Linked DNA regions of Sus scrofa: region 2 is linked to region 1. The links are chromatin contacts, called in public Hi-C maps. All regions are on one chromosome and are shown on one strand. Each heading gives the region's core, a stretch centred on a gene start, on an enhancer-like site or on the middle of the called end of the contact. The rest is flanking DNA. Distances are from core to core; before and after follow the strand shown.

Region 1 (6,770 bases), core at 3,028-5,527:
ATCATGGCTCAGTGGTTAACAAATCCGACTGAGAACCATAAGGTTGCAGGTTTGATCCCTGGCCTCGCTCAGTGGGTTAAGGATCAAGCATTGCCTTGAGCTGTTGTGTATGTTGCTGATGCAGCTCGGATCCCCCGTTTCTGTGATCCGGCAGCTACAGCTCCAGTTGGACCCCTAGCCTGGGAACATCCATATGCCTTGGGTGCGGCAACAACAACAACAACAAAAAAAACGAAGGAAAATAAGTATCTAGGCAAATCATAATGAAAACAAGATAAAACTTTAAAAACGAAACAGAGGGGAGATGACAAAGGGGGATTTAATGTACAGAGAAGCCTGGATATAGAAGCAACCAACCAGCGCATGTTAAAATCACCAAGAATTAGGAAGTTCCTATTGTGGTGCAAGGGAAAGAAAGCCCTAGAAAAGACTAGTATCCATGAAGATGCTAAGGATCTGGCGTTGCCATGTGCTGTGGTGTGCTGTGGTGTAGGTTGCAAATGTGGCTCGGATCCCTAGCTGCCGAGGCTGTGATAGGCCAGTACCTGTAACTCTGATTTGACCCCTAGCCTGGGAACTTCCATATACCACATGTGCAGCCCTAAAAAATAAAATAAAATAAAAAATAATTTAAAAAGCACCGAGGATTAAGAGACAGGTGAAACTGGAGAGGCTTACAGTGAGCTAGAAGCTGCAGTTACTGAACCAGGAAGGGAGTCACCCTGGGTCAGTTGATGGTGCAGCGATAAGGTGTTGTGGCTGGAGAGTGACACAGCTGATGACATGGGGAGAGCCTGGGGCACCCAGGGAGGACGAGGGGAATGGAGGACAGCCCCAAGCTCAGCGGTTCCTGGTACCCGGTGCAGGGGTTGGGAAGAGGCCGACAGGGGGAGCAGTGACCTCAGGGAAGGGACTCCTCTAGTTTAGCGTGAGAAGCTGGGGTGTGGTGGGGGGGCTTTCAGAACCAGGTAGAGGGTGCAGGGGGGTAGCTAATGGCCAAGGGCTGGAGGTAAGGCTTTCAGGGGTTGAGGAGGGATGGGAGATGCCCACAAGGTAAGGGAGGTGTGATGCCATGTGCAATTGAGGAGGGAAGGAGCGGAGGAGGGACCTGGAAGTGCAGGCAGTGCCTGAGCACAGCTAAAGGCCTAATGAGATTAGTCCTGATGGACTGAAAGGAGATTCTGGTGGGGAGGCTGCCAGGGGTTCTTTATTCGTAGTTAAATTACCTTCTGTTTAGTGGGTTGGTTTTCTTAATGCTAGTTTGTTTCTTGTGCTTCGGAAATTTTGTTTTGTTTATTTTCTTTCGTTTCGTGGTGTGTGTGTGTGTGTGTGTGTGTGTGTGTGTGTGTGGTTGGCTGTTATTTCCTTCTGCGCTCACTCTCCCAAGGTAGGTCTGTTGCTGCCTGCATCAAGGACCCTCTAATCCAGAACCAGGTTTTTCCATTCAAGGAGATGAAGGCAGAGGTGGGGGCCTGGGAGGGGCATGGGGAAGGAGCACCAGGCAGCTTGGACTTGGTTCTGTCCACGCTGCTCTCTGCTGCATCCTGCCAGTGGGAACAGAAACCATGGTCCCAGCTGCAGCCCAAGCGGTGGCCCCAGGTTTCGTAGACTCCTTCCACACCACGGAAGCCCATCTCTGCCCCAGGTTCACCTGCTGAGACCCCCTGGTCCCTGGCCCCCAGCCTTGAGGATGAAAAGCTTCAAGGGAGGCTTGGAAGCATAATTGCAGCGCTACCAGACTCCTTACACCCAACTGGACCAAATTTCAGCCGAATCGAGGATTTGGAGGTACAAAGAGAACCTAATTTTTAAAAAGTAATCTGATCTGGGATAGTTTTTTAGCAGAAGGCTTTTTTAAAAAATCAGAAAACCGGGAGTTCCTGTTATGGCTCAGAAGTAACGAAGCTGACCAGTATCCATGAGGATGTGGGTTTGATCCCTGCCGTTAGTGGGTTAAGGATCCGGCATTGCTGTGAGCTGTGGTGTAGGTTGCAGACTCTGCTCAGATCCTGTGTTGCTGTGGCTGTGGTGTAGGCTGGGAGCTACAGCTCTGATTAGACCCCTAGCCTGGGAACCTCCATATGCCACAGGCAAGGCCCTAAAAAGACAAAATAACAATAATAATAATTTTTAAAAGATAAGTCATCATATAATGAATGAGGAGCTCTTACAAATCAATTTTTTATGGAATTTTTGTGTGTGTGTGTCTTTTTAGGGCCGCACCCACGGCACATGAAGGTTCCCAGGTTAGGGGTCCAATTGGAGTTGTAGCCACCAGCCTATGACAGTCACAGCAACTCGGGATCCAAGCCATATCTGCAGCCTACACCACAGCTCACAGCTACACTGGATCCTTAACCCACTGAGTGAGACCAGGGATCAAACCCGCATCCTCATGTGTGCTAATCGGGTTCGTTAGCTGTTGAGCCATGATGGGAACTCCCAAATCAATTTTTTAAATTGACATATATTAGTGGAAGGCGTACAACATAATGACTCAGTATTTTGCAAAATGATCACAACAAGTCTCGTTAATATCCGTCACCACACATAGACACAGATTTTTTTTTTCTTCTGATAACTTTTTAAGATCTATTCTTTCAGCACCGTTCAAGCATAGGACCCAGCATCATTAACCATAGTCACTATGCGGCATGTTATCTCCCCATGACTCGGTTTATAACTGGAACTCTGTACCTTTTGACCACATTCACCCATTTTGCCCACTCCCACTCCACCCCCCACCCCATCCCCCACTCTACCCCCCTGTCAGGCACCGCAAAGCTGTTCTCTGTGTCTGTGAGTTCAGGGTGTTTTTATTTTTGTTATTTTTGTTTTTGTTTTAGACTCCACATATAAGTGAGATCATCCAGTCCTTTTCTCTGTTTCACTTGACTTAACAAATTACATCCATGTTGTCACAAGGGACAAGATTTCCTTCTTTTTTTTATGATTTTTAATTTTCCAGTGTGTGTGTGTCTGTGTGTATATCACAATTTCTTTATCCATTCCTCCACTGATGGACTCTTGGGTTTGTCAATATCTTGACTATTGTCAATAATGCTACAATGTACATAGGTGCAAGTGTCTTTTCAAATTACTGTTTTTGTTTCCTTACAAAATTAATTTTTGAATGGCCAAAATAGCCAACAGGGAAATCAATAAAAGATTTTGTACATCACAGAAAAAAATCCCAAATGTATATATTTAAATATAGAAAGCATCTAAAAACATCATTATGAAAGGCAAATTAAAGTTAATGATAAATACTATTTTCACTCATCTACTATCCCACAACGTAAATTATCAGCTTCTCCATCTTTTTGTGGTGTTGACGTATCACAAAAACGGATGGGTCAAAGAAAACCTTAACATATTTTTGATATGTTTAGTGTCCATATGTGTTTAAACATGCTATTCTTTCTGAATCGAACACTTTTTTTTTTTTTTTTTTTTTTTTGGTCTTTTTGCCATTTCTTGGGCCGCTCCCATGGCATATGGAGGTTCCCAGGCTAGGGGTCGAATCCGAGCTGTAGCCACCAGCCTATGCCACAGCCACAGCAACACGGGATCCGAGCCGCGTCTGCAACCTACACCACAGCTCACAGCAACACCGGATCCTTAACCCACTGAGCGAGGCCAGTGATTGAACCTCATGGTTCCTAGTCGGATTCGTTAACCACTGAGCCATGACGGGAATTTCCTAGAACATCTTAAATCATATAGATTTGGGAGTTCCAGGTGTGGCTCACCAGTAACAAACCTGACTAGTATCCATGAGAATGTGGATTCAATCCCTGGCCCTGCTTGGAGGGTTGTGGATCTGGTGTTGCCATGAGTTGTGTGTGCAGGTCACAGACATGGCTCGGATCTGGTATATTTATATATAAGTATATAAATATATATATTTAATGCCAACCCATCTTTTAAAACTTGGCTCATCTCACCCTCTCCAGAAAGCCTCCCTTGCTTATCACCACCACCCTAGTGTGATTAATCTCTCTCTCCTTCTGGGTTTCTGTGTCCTCTTTTTTTTTTTGTAATTTGATCATATTCTTGTCTCATTGATTTCAGTCCTTGATTTACTTGTTCCTTTTCTCAACTACTCTACGAATGCACCAAGTCTAATTTGATTTGGCCTTCCCAAGTCCTCACTCGTTGGAAGCACTCAAAGATTCTTTGTTGGGTGTATGAATGAGGAACTTGTTACTGTTGATTTAGTGATGTTAGGGTATGTATCACGCACACGCCACTGGGAGGCAGTGTTGTGCAGTGAAAAAGCTCTCAGCGCTGCCCGGCAAATGCCCAGGCTCCCACATCACCCCCATTACCTTCTACCTACCTGTTCCTGGGCCATGTAAAATCTTCCCAAGACACCGGCCAACAGGAAGAAGAAGAAGAATATTTTTCTTACAAGATCATCGTGAGGATTAAAGATACTTTAGGTAGATTTAGGTATACTGTAGGGGTATTTATTGTAATGTAGCTCTTGATTGCTTGCTTAGACAATAATGGGCCCAACTGCAAGTAAAGGTCTAGTTCAAAGAAGTGTTCTCTGCAATTATGCTGCAAATTATGGTCTCTCTAAAAGCTGTCAACCCACTTCTAACCTTGCTCAGAGGGCCCAGGGTTGCAAGCCCACGGTTCAGAGGTCCTGGGGCTTCTATGGGACTGGGAGTCCCACTGGGCCTTTGGCAAGTCAAAGGCTTGAAGGACCATCATTGCCAGGCTCGGGTTCAGCTGCATGTGCATTAAATAGATTTTCTATGCCCTGGCCTGGGAAACAAGCCACCATCTATAATTCTGTTTCTGTGGGGAAAGGCTTTCCGTGTTCCAAACAACCAACTTACTAATGCACTCCTGGAACACAACCTATTGGTCGATGGGGACCAGCTGACTGGGTTTACAGGGCTGAGACAGCAGCATAAGTGACTCTGCTATGTTGATCTAATTATCATGAATTCTCTCCGGTGACTAATCTAGCTGTGGTCTCCACAATGGAAGAGGAATTTTGAAAAATTGGAGAGGGCTCTACAAAGAACCACAAGGATGATTAAAGGGCTGTAGAAAAATCTAGTCTGGTCTCTATAGTCTTCAGAGGATTGTCAAAATGACCCATGTGGCATTCCCTCCCAAATGAAAAAAGTGTTTGATTCTGTACTATGTCAAGTGCCTTTATCATTTGCTCATGGATTATGAATTTGTAGAGAAGGGAAACAGTGTTTGTTGAGAACCCATATCAGAGGATCAGATAAATTTTTTACATACCATTTGTTTTCATTTATTTATGTGTTTATTTTATTGAAGTATGGTTGATTATAATGTTGTGTTGATTTCTGGTGTAAATATGCTTTTCCACTATGGTTTATCACAAAATATTAAATATCATTCCCTGTGCTATACAGTAGGATCTTGTTGTTTATCCATCCTATATATACTAGTTTGCATCTGTTAACCTCAAAATCCCACTCTATCCCTCCCCCACTTCCCTCCCCATTGGTAACCACAAGTCTCTATGTCATGAATCTGTTTCTGCTTTGTAGATAAGTTTATTTGTGTCATATTTTAAGTTCCACATATAAATGATATCATATGGTATTTGTCTTTCTCTTTCTTACTTCACTTAGTATGAGAATCTCTAGTTCATCCATGTTGCTGCAAATGGCATTATTCCTTTCTTTTTTATGGCTGAGTAGTATTCCCTTGTATGCATATGTACCACATCTTCATAATCCATTTATCTGTCAGTAGACATTTAGGTTGTTTCCATGTCTTGGCTATTGTGAATAATGCTGCTATGAACATACAAGTGCATGTATCTTTTTGACTTATGTTTTTTTTCCAGATATATGCCCAGGAGTGGGATTGTTGGATCATATGGTAGTTCTATCTCTAGTTTTTTGAAGAAATGCCATATTATTTTCCATAAGGGCTGCACCAACTTACTTTCCAAACAACAGTGTAGAAGCACTCCCTTTTCTCTGCACACCCTCCAGCATTTGTTATTTGTAGACTTTTTAATGATGGCCACTCTGACTGGTGTGAGGTGGTACCTCATTGTAGTTTTGATTTGCTTTTATCTAATAATTAGCGATGTTGAGCATCTTTTCATGTACCCATTGGCCATCTGTAAGATACACTATTTAAGTTTGTCCTCAGAGCCACCCTGCCAGATAGGATGTCTCTTTTACAGACGAGGAAACTGAGATTCAGAGATGAATTTGTTGAAAATCTTATGGCTAATAACATAGAACATTGATTCAAATCCAGGCCAGATTAATTTCAAAGCTTCTCTAATCAATTTTCTGCATGACAGCCAGAGTGATCTTTCTGAAATGGAATCTTAATCATATACTTCCTCTGCTCAACACAGTCCTCTGGCCCCACTGAGCTCCCAGGATAGAACTCAAGGTTCTCAACATGGCAGATGGGGAGTTCCCATTGTGGCTCAATGGTAAGGAACCTGACTAGAACCCATGAAGACACAGGCTTGATCCCTGGCCTTGCTCAGTGGGTTAAGGATCCAGTGTTGCCATGAGCTGTGGTGTAGGTCGAAGATGCAGCTTGGATTTGGCGTTGCTGTGACTGTGACTGTGGTATAAGCCAACAGCTGCAACTCAGATTTGACCCCTAGCCTGGGAACTTCTGTATGCCACAGGGGCAGCCCTGGGGGGGCGGGGGGAAGACAAAAAATAAAAAAACATGGCAAATGGGACCCCAGGTGTCCTGCCTCCTGCATACCAGCCTTGTCTCCTGTCATTACCCATTCC
Region 2 (7,284 bases), core at 2,428-4,927, 130 kb after region 1:
TATGGTTTGAAGGCAATCCCTTACTCATTTATTCCTTCATTTTACAATCATTTATTGAACATACAGTGCGTTCTAGGAATTGTTACAGGTACTGAGGAAATAAAGATGAACACAATATGTTGCTTAGAGTAGCAGAGATTTTTGTAATGGAGAACAGAATTTTAGCACAATCTGTTAGCCATGCTGCAAAGGTAGCTCTATGATCTTGCATAAATTAACTTCTCTGAACTTCACTTTTTTTCACATGTAAAATGGGAATAATAATACATATGATGACTACTTTGATTATAAATAAAAATATCTGTAGTACACTTGACCTATATTAGACATACTTGTGGTAGCTATAATATTTAAGGGATTTAGAGAGAGCAGGTAATAGGAATGAAACATTTTGTCAAAGTTGTTTTCTTCAATAATGAAATTGTCAAACAAATATTTTAACGGATTCCCCCCTCCGGTGATTACATTTTTAATAGACTGAACTATAGATTTTTGCTTTTGTAATTGAAAAGGGGCCCCCAAATAGAGATAACTATGCTATGCACAGAAGAGCTAGTCAACATAATACTGTTCTTTTATATCTGTAAAAAAGAGCTTGATAGTTGTCGGTTTATTTATTTATACCATTTTGTTTGAGTCTTGCAACAATTATACAGATGCAGAAACTGAGGTGTTTATCGGCATTGTAAGTAGCAAAGCCAAATTCATGTTTGGCTCTTTTATAACTTTTTACCACATTGTGTTACCTCTCATATTGAAGCATGCTAGTAGTAATAACACAACAATCATACCAAATCTTCAATTTTTATGTAATATACATATGGAGGAAGTGAGTAGCTTGAAGTTGAATGAGGGGGAGAAGGCAGACGATATAAAATTTCTTCCCTTACATTCTTCACATTGTTCTGATTTTCTTAGGTATATTGTTTCAGTATACAAATTATCATTTTTCTTTATGACTTATAGTTGCATTTGTGACTCAGCTGACATTTGTTTTTGGTTTGTTTACTTGCCTCATCCATCCATAGTGTATCAAGTTTCTACTTCTACAAAATTTCAATAATTTCCTTCCCCTTTATGTTTTGCACCCACATCTTTTCCTTATTGGGTTGTCCTCTGTTGGTAATACAGCGAGTTCCTATATTTTTGTTTTAATTTTTCTTTGACTGCATTAAGTCAACTTATTTACTTTTCTTTCTTTTACGTTGTCATATGATAATTCATTAATAATTACAGCTAGTTTTCCTAAACAATTTTAATTCTTCTGCAGTCTTATAGAAATCTAAGTTCTTTCGAAATAATGAAAACATTTTTAATAAATGTCTTAAGAGACAGGGTGAGATGGGGAGATGGAAATGAAGGTTGGATTAGATACTATTTACATTTTACAGATTCAGTTAAATAGCAAACATTATGTGAGATCTTGTTAGGAGCTATAGCATGTAAAAACGAGAACAAGATGTGGTTCTGGCCTGAGCAGCTTACAATCTACTGGAAGAGAAAGACAAATAAATGAACAACTCCAGTGTAAGACAGAATATCGTTATAACTGTGGCATGGAGTGCCGAGGGAGCCCAGAGGCTACTAGAGAACAGAAGTGACAGGATTCCTTGAGGTTGGAGGCAACTGATTAGTAGTTGGGGATGGAACTCATTATTCTATGCTGTTATATTTTTTTGTTTTATTTTTGTAGAAAGTTGTGTATCTTGAGTAAATTTTATGGAGTAATATGGAAATGCAATGGGGAGTCATTTGTTTGCACGGATATCATGGATTGTTTTTGAAAGCGTGAAATCTACTGTTGCGGAGGATTGATGGACTCTGAACTTCTGCCAAAAAAGGAAGGGATAAACATCTAGGAGAATCTTTTCTTTATCACAACTCAAGAGTTGGGGGTGTGGACAGGAGAGGAAATTAGAGTCCAGCAATGTGACAGACCTCATGTTTGTAGGAATACTAAGGACAAGTGTTTGTGGAAGAATACAGGCCATTAAAAAACCCTCTATTTCCCATTTCTTCCCCCAGTTTGTTGGAGGGCTTTAGGTTTCTAGGAAACCTAATTTTCTGGTTAAGCCAGGTAATTAAAATCTATAAAAAATACTAAATTAATACATGGTGAAGGCAAACATTTCAAACACTATAGCTTAGTGCATAGAAGTGGAAATAGTCCATTATACACCCACTCTTAACCCCCAGTGCTAACAATTTGTTATAGCCTTCTAAATATTTTCTGTGGACAAACACACTCATCACACATAGACATATATATTTTTCTTTCCCAAAATAAAATTGGTGGTATTCCCACAAATTTGAGGTTGAAGAGACCATTAAGAGTGTGAGTTTTGGAGTCTGCCAGAACTGGGCTCAAATCTCTCCAGCTTAATGGCTGTATGACCCCAGGCAAATTACTTCTTTGCTTCAGTTTTCTTTCTTTCTTTCTTTTTTTTTTTTGGGTGAAGGCTAAAAATAGTAATTACTTTATAAAAGGCTTGAGAATCACTCAGCGTAGTGTCATACACAAAGTAAGTGTTCAATAAACACTATTATTGTCAATGGCAAGTGACCTGTCTATTTTAAGGTTAAAAATAAGGAAATTTGTAAAACAAATGTTGCTCATTTTTTCCGACTAATTGTATCTAGGTTGAGAAGAACTTGCTTTTTCCAAGGCATAAAACTGATTCAAATAATATTTGAATGTGGGTTCTCCTGGAATTTTCAGCGCAACTCTTCTGCATCCCCCCAGCATCACTTTCTGATGTCTAAAAAGTGGACTTTGCAGTAAAAAACTTTTGTTTCAGGTCGCGAGGAAAATGCTCAACGAGGTCAGCCTGTGCACTGTGTGTACTTTTGCTTTATCATGCAGTTGCTGGGTGGCATCCTTTTAAGCTCGCCCCACACCGTCGCACCCCTCCACCCCCTCTTGAGATAAGGCTTCAGCGGGAGAAGCCTGCTCTCTTGGGAACCAAGGGAGAACTGATGGAGGAAGGCTCCTCTAGGGCGCAGCAGGAGACGCGGTGCGTGCGAGGTGCGCCCTAGGGTGCAGGCTGCTGGCACAGGGGCCCGGCCGGAGCACGGGCGGGAGGCTTCCATCCGGGCGAGCCTGGTACTGGGCTCTCCACGATCTTCGCGCGGGGGCATCTTCTCCGCTGTCTGCAGCCTCAAGATCCCACTGCCTCCACTCTGCAGCCCCGGCCTGTCCCATCCGTTCTCTTTCCTTTTTGGCACTGCCCTTTGCCCTCCCATGGAGTCATCTGTTTACTCTCCCTTCACTTCCAGTCACCCATAGGCCACCCTCCCTTTACCACCACAGTCCCATTTTGTCCTCTCTCCCTTCTCTCCTCACTCTTCACCTCTCCTCGGGGTCGCCTTCTCAGAGGACTCCGCCGACGGAGATGCTGCGGACTCCGCGGCCAGGGTCTGCCCCCAGGAGAACCCTCCGTCCACCTTTGCCCCTTCCCCGGGGGCGCGGGAGGCAAGTTTCCGCCCCATCCTTTCCCCAGTGACAGGACTTGCTGCGGCCACGGCCAGGGAGGAGGAGGGAGGGACGGCCTGGCTCCCGAGCCCCCTCCCCTGCTCGCGAGCTCGCGCGGTCTGTGTCTTTCGGCAAGTGCGGAGACGCGGAGGAGGAGGAGGAGGAGGAGGGAGTTGGGGGAGGATCTCCATTGAAATAAACAACCAGGCAGCAGTTATTAACACGGGAACATGGCGGCCGCAGCCTCAGCCACAGCTTCGGCAGCGAAGGTCAGCGCCGACGGCAGCCGGCACCTGACGGCGTGACCGACCCGAGCCGGTAACCGCGCCTTCCCTGGGGGCCGCGAGGGCGGGAGGGAGGCGGGCGGCGGGCGGGGGGCGCCGCGTCCCCACCCCCGGCTGCGACTGCCCTTCCTGCGCGGAGCCGGGCTGAGCCGTGCGGAGCCGTGCGCGGCCGAGAGGGCTGTTTTGTGTGCGGGGACCGCTGCCTTGGTTCGCGGACGACGGGAGTTGCATCCCGGAGGCACCGCGAAGCTGGGGAGTTGGGGCTTGGGGGGTGGGGAGGGCGGGAAGCGGCGGGGAGACGCGGAGTCCCTGGGAGAGAAAGGAGGCACTCCAGCGCTTTGCGAGAGCTTGGGAGACGAGTCCCGGAGCGCGAGGCGGGCGGAGGCTGCAGCCGGCGGCGCCGGCGAGAGGTGAGAGCCCAGGCACAGCGGGGAGGCCGGGTGCGCGGGTGCGGCCCCCTCCAGCGGAGCCAGGCGCCCGCCGCCCTGCCCGGTGCGGGGTCGGCGAGGACCGCGGCTCCTGCGCCCTCGGGGAATGCCAGACAGAGACGGGAAGGTGAAGCCCGAGAAGGTGCATTCTTTCATGGAAACACGGGGCGACTGCAGCGCGGGGTGGGAGCTGGGCGAGGGGAGGCAGGACTGGGGAAGTGCTCGGGGGTGTGTGAAGGTGAAGCGTCGCGTCAGGGGCGGCCGGCGGGGTGAGACGCCGGGAGGATGGGATCCGCGGCCCGGCGGCCGGGCCCGGCCAGTGTCAGCGCCGGGGGCGGGGGCCGAGGGGCAACGCGCGCCTCAGGCGGACGGGAAGGAGCTGCGGCGGGCGGGGCGGGCGGCGCGCTCTGGCCGAGCAGGCCGGGCTGCGGTGGGGGCGGGGAGCCGGGGGCCGGACCGCGGCGGCGCCGAGCCGGGCTCGCCTCTGACTTAACTTTCTGGGTGCGGGCGTGTGTGCCGGAGGCGCGCAGGGGCCGGGGCTGGGGGCGGGAGGCGGTCCGGGAGGTTCCGGGTTGGCTCTCCAGCGCCCCCTTTTCTCTTCCCCTTCTCCCCGCCCCTGAAGGGACAGGCCCTCAGGGCCCAGGCGGGAAGCGGGAGGGGCCCTCCCGGCCGGCTCGCGACGGTCACGCCCCGGACCCGGGGACACTTCTGTCTCGGGCCTCTGGGGGCTCCTGGGGGAGGTGGCCAGGGTCGTCGCTGCGCGCTGGAGCTCCCCGCCCCCCACCCCTCCGGGGAGTCCCGGAGGCGCCTCTTCGAGATCGGGGGTGGGTCGGTCCCTGGTTAGCTGGTCCCTCCCTCTTCCCCCTCCCCCTAGTGGTTTCCGGGGCCTGCGGGACCGAGGGGCGGGAATCGGGGACCTGAGCTCCTGGCACCCGCTCGGACCTGGACTGGGCCTTACGCCGTCCGGGTCTGTCACTGATAGGGGAAACTTTCCCAAACCGGGGACCGAGCCTGAGCACCCTCCTCCGCCACCTCGTCCTCTAATCCCACTCCCACTCCACCTATTCCAACGCCTTCCCCTCCCACCGACCCGATTCTCGCTGCGTGTGACTGATGGGGCAATGAGCCAATCGAAGGCGGGGAACTGACCTGCCGGGTGTCGGTAAGCCAATCGTGAGCACCAGAGGAAGGAAGGGGGCGGGGCTTCTCCCCGACCAGTTAGAGCGGAGTTGCAGGCTGGGCGGGGGAGTCATGGAGACGCCAAGAGCTATCCACTCTTGTCCATCCGAAGTCACCAGCTCCTTGATCTGTAGGGTAGTGTCATTTACAGGGGCTCTGACCGGGGGAGGCACGTAGTTTGCACGAAGCACTGTGTTTCTCTGGTACAGCAGAGATGTCTTAGACAAGACGAAGTGGAAAGCTACTTACGATGTGGCAGCAACCCTCCGAGGCCCATTTCTAAAATGGCAAATATTGTAGTGATCGCGGTCTGGACCTTAGCGCCCGGTTTCCGTGCCGAGGATCTTCGGAGTTGTCCGTTTACCTCTACCTCAGTTTCTCTCAGCTACTCCAGCGTGGGGACCATGAAATTTGAAAGGGTTCTCTGAAAACGAAGGCATCAGGAAAGGCTCACGTCAGTTGATTATGGGGAGTGTAAAGCATCATTGTTTGTCATGGCTTTACTGGTTCCTTGTTTAATTAGGGCGCCAATTTCCAACGTGTACTTGAAAGTTTGGCATTTGGGATGACATTATAAAAAAGTTGTAGTATATGGTGCGCATTTCTTGGTTTTTGTTTTTTTGCTCTTTCTTGAGTAAACAAAATGAAGTGGGAACCAGAGCTTCACTGAAATCTTAAGCTTTGTTATTTAATGAGCAAAGCTAGTCAAAAATATTTGTCTACAGGAAAAAAGTGTGTAGTTTGCCAGATTACTCCCACACAAAAGATTGATAAAAATTAGTTTGCTTAAACACTACAAAGTGGTAGGTATAGTGTGTGTGTGCACTTCTGGTTTTTGCAAGGTTAGGAGACACCTTTGGTTGTTTTACGCTGTTTGCTGGGTACGTCTAGTGACTTTGTCAACTCCTGACTTCTTAGAATAGGGAAGATAGGTCTTCCATTCTTTGTAAAGATCACAGGTTGCTCCGCAGAAATAGCAGTCTTTTAAAAAGACAGCAGCTGCTGCGTTGCTTTCTGTGTGTGTGTGTGTGTGTGTGTGTGTGTGTGAGAGAGAGAGAGAGAGAGAGAGAGAGAGAGAGAGTGTGTGCGCCCGCGCTCCTGTTCTTTGTTGGTGAGGTTAGTGCACATTGACAACAGCAAGGCTCCTTTTTCACAACTGGAATTTGTAGAACCTTTGGGAGTTCAAAGAATGAGTATTGAGAATGCATCTGTTCGTTTTGTGATGTGTCCCATGAATTTAATGTTCAAAGGGTTTTTTTGGGGAGGCATTTTGTGTGTATGCTATTTATGTATACTGTTTTCCCAAGCTTTTCATGATAGGGTTACTAAGAAAGAATTGAGGAGCACTGGCGTTTTAGGGAACAGGTCTTACTACACCCTACAAATGTGTTCTGTTGTAACAGACCATTTTCAAATTAATAGTGTGAATTCCCAAACCAGTATAATTTTGAGGGTTCACATAGACAAAAATGAATTGTCTTTTGCTGTAGCCCTTGAGGTATTATAAAACAGTAAAAACTGTGAAGATAAAACAAACATTTAGCTTCCAGAAATAGGGAATATTATAAATTAAACAACATTCAAAATTTGACATCATTCAAAACCACCCATCATTAGTTAATTTAGTTACTGATGGCCACTCAGACCTGTGCCTTCTGTATGCTCGAGACACATTATTTTACTCATTTTCTATAACAGTCCTTGAGAGTGTTCTCAGATTCTTGGTGGTTCTGAGTAGTAAGTCCCCTAATGCCTGGCTGGGGTGGGGGGTGGGGGGACTCAAGCATATGGAGAGATCTAGAGAAAGATGTGCATCGTCAGCTGTGATTCCATTGTGTGCTCTGACTGGATGTGAGCCTTCTTCCTCCTGGGAATTTCAGTCTTAACAGAGGACTTCTTTTACTTTTAGATGTCACGATAC

Evidence for each region. A called contact is a pair of places that touch in the nucleus more often than the background predicts.
Region 2: a Hi-C map of embryonic fibroblasts shows a contact between it and region 1, with 3 times the contacts expected there. The contact joins the promoter of NCOA2 here to the enhancer-like site in region 1. A contact is called at or near these places in 1 of 5 promoter capture datasets (liver), 9 of 47 Hi-C or Micro-C datasets (alveolar macrophages, brain, embryonic fibroblasts and 4 more) and 2 of 2 datasets of contacts at active chromatin or transcription factors (alveolar macrophages and skeletal muscle).

The regions. Positions count from the first base shown.
Region 1 is chr4:64,822,739-64,829,508 of Sscrofa11.1, forward strand. No RefSeq gene overlaps it. Among named protein-coding and RNA genes, the nearest start is that of TRAM1, 58 kb to the left of the region's middle. Within about 2 kb of position 4,278, at least 5 of the 83 cell types and tissues checked have an H3K27ac peak or open chromatin away from gene starts, as enhancers often do. A contact at or near this core is called in embryonic fibroblasts, where this site is marked.
Region 2 is chr4:64,950,584-64,957,867 of Sscrofa11.1, forward strand. NCOA2 (nuclear receptor coactivator 2) reads left to right here and starts at 3,678. Exons shown (of 23, transcript NM_001114275.1): 1 at 3,678-3,790.